Regions from separate parts of the Sus scrofa genome. Here region 1 is linked to region 2. The links are chromatin contacts, called in public HiChIP or PLAC-seq maps. All regions are on one chromosome and are shown on one strand. The core of a region is the stretch at or near the end of the contact, and the rest is flanking DNA. Distances in the headings are between cores, read along the strand shown.

Region 1 (4,858 bases), core at 378-2,877, 190 kb before region 2:
GTATGAAAGGTGGAAACACTCCAAAGTGAAATTCTTTAAATTGTGTTATATCAAATATAATTTAAATTGGAATTGACTGTCATATACTTAAACCAGTACTCTTATTTGATTATAGACAGACATTATAAAGTACAAAATACAGTGTTAATGATTTAACTCACTAGCCTATTTAAAAATAATTAATATTATTATCCTAAGATCTTCCTACAACATTCTGAATTATTTGGGGGATTTTTATACACCAAAGCGCCCTACCCTGTTCTCTAGTATTTTTACCTTTAAGAAAGCAGCTAAACTTCCTATCTTCTTCCCTCTTGGGAGAATGCTCCAGTTTAGATACTAAAATTTTTTTGGAAATAGCTCCCCAAACAGTTGTCACCCTTTAACATATTTATAAGAACTGAATAAAACAAATTCAGAGAATTAGGATGCTTTTATCTGACAATTTAGGAAACTACAAGTTTGAACAGAGAATGGTGGCAGTCTCATTCCTGACCTCTGTTTCTTGTATCTACTACTTAAGGATTTGGGGTATGTGTCAAGAAACCTTATTTTAACAAAGATAACAGTTAAGGCTTGGGCATACATCACTGTGGACAAGATGTCTAGTATTTCCACCGGTCTTTGGCTCTCTTTTAGTCCCCTGCTTTTTATTGTGGAGTATTCAGACTTCAGGAAATGTGAAAGGCAGTAAAATAAGCCTCTTTATACCCTCTGCCAAGATCTGCCCCTCCCCGTGCCCCTCTCCTTCCACTCTGTGTCTCCCTCTCTCATATGCACATCCACTTTTTCTTGCTGAGCCATTTCAAAAGAACAAGGTGAACCTTTAAATAGCTTAGCATGCTTTTCAGGAGAAAAACAAAGGACTCTTATATAACAACACTATTATAACACCTGACAATATTAACATTAGTATTAATATTCTGATTACCCCAGGTTCAAAGTGTTGTTTGTAGTTGTTTTTTGGTTTGTTTGTTTATTTTGTTTTGCCAATTCAGGATTCAGTTAAATGTCACCCATTGCATTTGCTTATCTGTAGTATTTTTTTTAATCTAGGTAGGTTCTCCATCTCTTTCTCTCTTTAAATAAAACTAATCTTTTAAAAAATAATTCAGGCAGATTATCTTATTGAGATTTGCACATTCCGGATTTGACTGAAATATTTCCTCATGTTTAGGTTTAGGTTAAAAAAATTATCCAAAAGTACAAAATGGGCCACATGCCCTATATTTCATTTTCATTTCATTGGGTGACACTTAATGTTAGGTTGTCCTACTTTGGGTGATAACTTTGATTACTTGGTTAAGGTGGGGACTAAACTGTGGGTGTACTTTTAGTATTCTCTTGGAAAGTTTTCAGGAAAAGAATCTTTAATAATAATTATTGCTATTGACTCTTACCCGAATTAAAACAGAAAGAAAGAAGATGAGTTTTTGTTTTATTTTCTATTAGAAAAAAAGAAAGGAAGGAAGGAGGGGGCGGGGGGGAGGGAGAAAGAAATAAGAGCGCTCAGGTTTCGAGGGGCCAGAACAAGAGTCCCCTTTCTGTCTGTTTCTCCTCCACAGGGTGAGGGTTTGGGACGTCGCTGCCTGTCTCGCTGTGGGCTGGCTTTAGCAATCAGGCCGTCTCTTGGCATGGCGTCCAGGAACTCTATTTTAAGGTGTGTCTATGAAGTAATGACAGATTTTTACATCCTGTGTGTTTGTGTTGTCCTGAACACAGTAGTCATTTTGGAAAGTTTTGTTTATAACCTTTGTTGAAATCTTCGTAGAATTTATATCAGAATCTGAGCTTATTCTTTTGCATATCTTCAGCCGTGACTCATCTTTATCCTGTGAGGGTGAATTTGATTTTCATAAATAGCAAAGGACCTTTCTGTGCCAAATCTGATTAATAAGGTCATACTATTTTAGGCAGAAGAGAAGTATAACAACAAAAATAAGACTGCTTTTCTTAAGAGGCTTGTATAATGTCAAACATTTACCAGTGTTAGGAGCTGTAGACAGCCCTGCTGGCTTTAATGGGCTGACTCCTAAGTGACCTCTAAAGGCCAGCACTCATTCTGCTTTCAAGTCTAGTACATTCATGAACACACCTCATGCACTGCAGTCTTATTTCTTTGTACTTTAAAATGTATTCAGTGACCCTTTACTTCATTTTGACTAATTAGGGTGTTTTGGAAGTTATTTGTTCACAGGCCATATGTTAGCTGCTCTAGAGGAAATAGATAAAAATATAGACATAGATGACTCAGCAGAGTCAGTCCCCTTGGAGTATCCATCTAAAATCTGGTAGGAGAGTTAAACATGTGTACGAGTATCCTAACTGCTGTTATAAAGTTGTTGAAATCAAACAGGAATAAGGCAGCTTGAACTGGGAATCGTGAGTTTGAGAAGATGCTATGGATTCTGTTGGCTATAATCCTCAGTTTATAAGACCTGCAGTGTGGGTCCCCAGCACTTCTCTAACCTTCTCTCCTATTGATGCTCCCTTTGCTCACACACTGTGTTCCAGGCATATTTATTCTCTTAACAAATACTCATTGAGCCATGCACTGGTGTAGACACTAGTTATATAGCTGGAAACAAACAAGGAACGATCACTAGTGCTGTGCAGCTGATGTTCTAGCACAGCGACAGTAGATGTGCAAATAATAAGTTGTGAATTATGGCAGAAGTGCAAAATGCTGTAGAAAAAGGGGAAGGGGTTTGAGGAGAGTTGGGAGTTTGCATTTTAACATAAAGGGTCGGGAGTTCCTGTTGTGGCTCAGTGGGTTGTGAACCCGACTAGTATCCATGAGGATTTGTTCCTTTTTCTGAAATGCTCTCCTTTTTATCTGACAACTTGGATCCCTGGCCTTGCTCAGTGGGTTCAGGATCCGATGTTGCTGTGAGCTGTGGTGTAGGTCACAGACATGGCTTAGATCCCAAGTTGCTTTGGCTCTGGCGTAGGCCGGCAGCTGCAGTTCCAATTTGACCCCTGGCCTGGGAACTTCCATGTGCTGCATGTATAGCCCTAAAAAACAAAATATATAATAATAATAATAAAATAATAAAATAAAATAAAGGGTCAGAGGAAGCCTCATTGAGAAGATAACATTTGTGTTAAGACTGAGAGGAATTGAGGAAATTGTCAGACAGGAAGAAGAGCATTTTAGGCAAAGGAACATCCAGGATAAAGGGCTAAGATGAAAGCATGCCTGGAACATTCACTTAATCACTGTACCCATAGCAGACAGGAGGATGAGAGTGGTTGGAGATACCGTCAGGGAAGCGGCAGAGGAATAAGAGCATAGAGGCATTACAGCTGGTAACCTGAGTGGAGAAGGACCCACCGGGTTATTACCAGAGATGCCGTGTGATCTTAGCATCTCTTTTAAAGATTTAAAAGATTTTTAAAGATTTTCCTGGTCACCACGCCAAGAGTAGACATCAGTAAGGCCAGGTTAGAGGCAAGAGCTCGTTCCTGCTAGGAGCATGTTGCTGTAGTTCAAGAGTTTTGGCTGGAGCACCGAAAAGGGGGAGCCCTGGGAACCAGAAAGTACCAAGGAGATTGCGAAGAGTGAGGATCTCAGGTAGGGGACCCCACAAAGTTGTTTTTTAACTCCTGGACTCACTGCTGTGGTGGACGTGTGTGTTTCCGGTGCTAAACAGCAGACCAAACACTGGAGAATTTGAACCAAGAGGTGGACTATTGCCCAGATCTGAGACTGGCCAAAGGCCCTGAAAACATAGCTAATGCTGAAACCACAATCCACGGAAGGCTGGTTGGAATGTGCAGCCTGGATATAGCCAAGTTGGTCGAATGCTAAAACAAAAATGTCCAGGCCAAAATTACTTAGCATGTGAAGAACCCAAAAAAATCTCAACTGGTATGGGAGAAGATGATTAACAGATGTCATTTAGAATGACGGGTGTTGGAATTATCCAAGATTTTGAAGCAGTTAGTACTTCAAGAAATAAGGGTGAACTGTTTCTGTTGCCTTCTCTTCACGGTGTTGGTGAGGGAGAGCTTCCTTTCCTAGGTTTCTGGGGATGGCCAAACATGTGATGCCTGCGTGACACTAGACAGATGTGATTGATTAGCAGCTTCTTAGTCACATATACTTATGGCCCTGGGGAGGGCACCACATGGCATGCAGGACTACACGGGGGTTGTGCTTGGGAGCAGAGTGAAAAGATGGAGGCAGGCTCTATAGTGATAAGAGGGTGGTGTGCTTCCTGGTTCCTTAGGGAGGATGTGATTGGTTTTGTTTGAATAATTTCACAGTTTGGCAGGAACTTGGAACCCTGTCCCCAGGGCTCATTAGGAACGATGCCCAATCTTCTTGATGAGGTGGGTTGTCTGTCAAGGGGACTTAGTCCATTGGAACAAAGTTGGGAGGAGAACTTGTGGTCAGGCCGTTTGTGGGTCGCCTGGTTTCCCTCGGTGCTAAGCAGCACATGGTATGGAGCCTTAATTTTAGGCCTCACGCACATGAACAAATGGAAATGCAGAAGGTTTCAGAATAGAGATAACGGAAGAACGAGTGAACTTTCAGTTCTCCCAGTCTAAGAAACAGAAAACCAAACAAAAAAAACAGAATAAATGAACAGAACCTTAGGGACCTATAAGACAGTAGTGAAATGGTTAACATTTGTAGCATGAGAATCTCAGAAAGAAAGGAGAAAGACTGGCTCAGAAAGGAAACCGTTGAAGAAATAATGGCTGGAGATTTCGCAAATTTAGTGAAAGACTTACACTAAGGATTTAAGAAGCTGAGTGAACATACACAAGATAAGCCCAAAGAAATTCTTGACCAGACACATAATCAAAATGCTTAAAACTAAAGACCAAGACAACAATAATGATCTTGAAA
Region 2 (4,638 bases), core at 784-3,283:
GCCAAGCGGGCGCAGAACCCTGAAGTTCAGGCTCCAGGTCCTGAGACAAGCGGGACCTTCAGAGCGGTGCTGAGAATCCACAGTGCCTCGGCCCCGCCTGCCCCCAGGCTCCAGGTGGAGTTGTCTTGTGCTTTCACCTGAAATGAGGGCCCAGGAGGAAAGGGAGGGCTGGACTTTGCTGAGGAGACAGTTACAAGGAGTCCTGTGGGAGGTGGCTGGACTGGGACACTTCTGACGGCCTCTGAACGGGAGAGGGTGGCTTCCCTCCTAGGGTTGGGATTCTCTCATCTAATAACTGCTAAGCTGTTTTTTTGTTTGTTTGTTTTTCTCCTTTTAAAAAAAATTTTTTTTTGGAGTTCCCATCATGGCTCAGCAGCTAATGAATCTGACTAGCATCCATGAGAATGCAGGTTCGATCCCTGACCTTGCTCAGAGGATCCCGGGTTGCAGTGACCTGTGGTGTAGGCCAGCAGCTACAGCTCTGATTTGATCCCTAGGCTGGGACTCTCCATAGACCGTGGGTGTGGCCCCCAAAAAAGAAAAGAAAATATTTTTTATTAACGTATAGTTTAATAAATTTCTGTTGTACAGCAAAGCAACCCAGCCATGTATAGATAGATAGTTAGATACATTGTTTTTTTAATACTATCTTCCATCATGTTCTACCCCAAGAGACTGTACACGGTTCCCTATGCTGTACAGTAGGTGCTCTATTACCCATCCATTCTAAATGTAGTAGTTTGTATCTACCAACCCCAACTCCCTGTCCATTCCACTTCCCCCCACCCCCCTGCCCCAAACACAAGTCTGCTTTCCCTGTCCATGATCTGTTTCTGTTTTGTCGATAGGCTCATTTGTGCCATGTTTTAGATTCCACATATAAGTGACATGGTATGGTATTTGTCTTTCTCTTTCTGACTTACTTCGCTTAGGACGAGAATCTCTAGTTCCATCCATGTTGCTACAAATGGCATTATTTTGTCCTTTTTATGGCTGAGTAGTATTCCATTGTATGGATGTACCACACTTCTTAATTATTAGAGAAATGCAAAGCAAAACTACCACATCACACATGTCAGAAGGGCCATCATTAACAAGTCCACAAATAACAAATGCTGGAGAGGGTGTGGAGAAAAGGGAAGCCTCCTCCACTGCTGGTGGGAATGTAAATTGGTGCAGCCACTATGGAAAACAGTATGGAGTTTCCTCAGAAAACTAAATATAGAACTACCATATGACCCAGCAATCCCACTCTTGGGCATATATGCGGACAAAACTTTCATTCAAAAACAATACCTGCCCGCCTGTGTTCACTGCAGCACTATTCACAATAGCCAAGACATGGAAACAACTCAAATGTCCACTGAAAGATGAAGGGATTAAGAAGATGAGGAACGGCTGGAACCCTATAGCCCAGTATTCGCTGTGTTTGGCAATCAGGGATGAGCTTCATTTGAGCCTTGGGTGGTCCTGGGTGAGTGGCAGCAGTGGGAGAAGCTCAGAGAGAATTCTGTGACACAGGGTGATGGGTGGAGATGGCCAGGGCAAGACAGGCAACCGCCAGGACAGATATGGCCTGACAGGCTCTGAAATTGAGGGCCACCCCTGGACACAAGCCCTGGACTTCCTACCAGGACTGGGGCGGGTCAGGGAGGTTGAATCCTCGGAGATCAGCTTGCATCCACGTGGGGAGGGCTTGGCCAGGTCTGTGAAGACCTGTAGGTGCATTCTGCCCACTGGCCACATAGAGAAGGTGCCGTGCTTTTCCTGAGTGGCCGTCAACCTCTGTGGCTCCAGTGGAGTCAGAGTAAGAAAAAACAAACAAACAAACAAACAACCAAAACCCCAAATGCTGCTCATTTCAAGCTTTGTTGGCAGTTCAGGTAAAAAGTAAGCTGCATGGAATACAGTGGATTTGGTGTGGGGGTGGGGGGAGGAGCTCAAGGCTGTCACTTCAATCAGAGCACAAACACTGGAGAGGAAAATAAACACTTTTGAAGGCACTTGACCTTTTAAATGCTGAGCTCTAAAAATAGAGATGGAGCATAGTCATGAGGCTTTACAGAGGCAAAAATGAAGCAAGGCTGCTCCTGTGTCTTTCTGCCTAGGAGCCTGGCTGCCTCCCCATCATTAGCCCTGTCACCGTAACTGGTGAGCAGACCGGTTACCTGGCAGGAGGTGGTGTGATCTCCCCCTGACCAGAAGAGCTGAGGCTGGAGACCTGTGGTTTCATAGCATTGCTTTGCTTCTTCACTACGTTAAACCTCTCTCCCTCTGTACGTTTTACCAGAGAGCTTATTCTCCAGGTTAGGAAACAAGAATTGCTTTCCCAGTTGGGCCTCATCTAAACACCAACATTTTCTTAAACCCCTTTCAAGTATTTGGTGAACACCCTGAATTTTGGGGGCCATGTCCTAGGTCCCAGTTCCACAGCTCTTGCTTGGTCAGGGGAGGAAAAGACAGGACAAGGATGGTGTCTTGCTGTCACTGTCCTTCCTCTGCGGTAATTTCTCACCTCTCTTGAAGTACTGACCACACACGTCCACCCACGCTAGACGAGGGTGACAAAATCAGTCCTTAAAAGCAGCCAGGCCACAGTCACGCAGGCATCATAGTGAGAGGGCCTGTCGTAGAGTTTTCTGAGCACAACGAACTTTCTTTTCAGCCATAATTGTTGCAATTTTAATAGGAAAGTGCTGTCTTGAAAACATGCCCACTGGAACTCAGATTCTGTGGAGAGGCTAAAAGTAGCCCTGCCCTGCTGCTCAGCACGACACAGCGACAGAGCACGTCTTTGTCCTCAGGTCTCAGGGGAGGTGACTTTGCTGGGCCTTGGTCACCCTCTTGGCCTCTCCTTGGGGCTGTGGGTCAAAGGTAGTTGGTCCTTGTTCCCTTTTTCTCCAGGTGATTGATTGATTGATTGATTTTTGCTGTTTAGGCCCAGACCTGCAGCATATGGAAGTCCCCAGGCTAAGGGTTGAATCCGAGCTGCAGCTGCTGCCACATCCATGGCAACTCGGGATCAGAGCCCAGTCTGCGACCTACACCACGGCTCACAGCAATGCTGAGCGAGGCCAGGAATCAAACCCGCGTCCTCATGGATACCAGTTGGATTCATTGTTGCTGTGCCACAATGGGAACTCCCTCTCCAGGTGATTTTAAAGTGAACTGGACTCATTTTATTATTTTTGTTCCCCAAGAGCTCAGGCGGGGTGTGAGGAATGGGACTGGATTGGCTTTTGGTCCCTACGTCTCTCAGGCAAGGGAGGAGTCTGGACCCACGTGCAGCCAGGCAGGACCATTTTAATCCAGCCCGATTCCCTCTTCCCTCCTCCCCTGATCACCTTGGGATCTTGAACTCAGGACAGAGAGGTGAGTCCGTCTAGCTGTTCCGCAGAATCAGGTGACATGAGGGGGCTGATGTCTTCAATCCTTTGTAGCTGTTTTCGTTGACTTTGACGGACCAGCCGTCATGGGCTGGAAACAACTATCTTTGTCCCCCTGAGTGGTTTCCGCACTGCGAACGGGCCCCACCAGCTGCTGACTCACTCTCTTCATCCAGGAGGGCTAAATCTAAGCCCTGCTTAGCCTGCCCGCCTACTGTTCACAGGGCTAACGTAGGAGGTGAGAAATCCAACAAGTCGTTTCCTTTCTGAGTCAGTCATCTAATGGAGGAAACCAGAGAGCAGGTGAAAACCTTTTCTCAAAGTTTGGGAATGAATGGAACTCTTCTGGTCCATGAGCTGAGCTGCGTCCCCTTTGTCCGCTCATCGTCACAGTGGCTCCTCTTACTGGGGGACCGGCAGGGCGGTCTGTCAAGTGGGTGGGGAAACTTCTGACCCTGGGCCTAGGTGTCACATCTGCATCTGCAGAGAGCACCCTCAAGAAGGAACTGCTCAGCTGCCTGCTGCCTGGGTCCCCGAGAAGTGCCGGCCAGGGTGGCATCTGGGTTCCCGATGTTGGCTGTTAAAACAGACCATTCTCTGAACAGACCCGAGCAGTGCCCACCAGGGGAAGGCCACACGGCCACAGAACAGGCATACGGCCCAGAAGGCAAGCTGGCAGCTCCGAAAGCGAGGCGGGGTTGGGGTAGGCTGTGATCCCAGTGTTCACAGACGACCCCTCTTTGCATCTCACCCTTGACTGAGATTTTTTAAACTTGTGATAAATTTAAGGAGAACAAGCATATTTGTTGATGGGCCAGCCTGCCAGTTCAAATGGTATTTAGTTCAGCCAATACACAGTTTAACAGATTCCCTTTCCTCTCTTCCCCAGACGGAATAAACCAGTGGCTTGGCACAGGGGTCTTAGCCTAGCTGGCGCCACATGCCCCTTTGGCGGCTTGGTTCAGCCCTCGGATGACTGAACAGAATGATGTCTTTAAAACATAAAATCCATAGGATGGGCAGATTGGACTTTTCAAAGGTGGTTGGACAATGTCCCCTAGGCCACAGCTCTTCTTCAGTCACCTTGTCACTTGACACAAGCCAGCGGGGTCCATTTCACACCCTCCTCAAATTTGGGTGGCCCTGACAATGTTTGGTCTAATGGAATAAGGTGGACATGGTGCCATCGCGGACTTTCATCTTCTGCTTAGAGGGCGGCTTGTGTAGGAAGTTGGACGGCCCAGCGATGGTG

The links. HiChIP or PLAC-seq counts read pairs in DNA pulled down with a chosen protein or histone mark.
Region 1: an H3K27ac HiChIP or PLAC-seq map of skeletal muscle shows a contact between it and region 2. The contact joins two enhancer-like sites. A contact is called at or near these places in 4 of 47 Hi-C or Micro-C datasets (epiblast stem cells, heart right ventricle, liver and 1 more) and 1 of 2 datasets of contacts at active chromatin or transcription factors (skeletal muscle).

The regions. Positions count from the first base shown.
Region 1 is chr14:2,475,595-2,480,452 of Sscrofa11.1, reverse strand. The region is part of intron 4 of AUH (methylglutaconyl-CoA hydratase, mitochondrial); the gene reads left to right. Among named protein-coding and RNA genes, the nearest start is that of AUH, 68 kb to the left of the region's middle. Within about 2 kb of position 1,627, at least 20 of the 83 cell types and tissues checked have an H3K27ac peak or open chromatin away from gene starts, as enhancers often do. A contact at or near this core is called in skeletal muscle, where this site is marked.
Region 2 is chr14:2,284,611-2,289,248 of Sscrofa11.1, reverse strand. No RefSeq gene overlaps it. Among named protein-coding and RNA genes, the nearest start is that of SYK, 180 kb to the right of the region's middle. Within about 2 kb of position 2,033, at least 5 of the 83 cell types and tissues checked have an H3K27ac peak or open chromatin away from gene starts, as enhancers often do. A contact at or near this core is called in skeletal muscle, where this site is marked.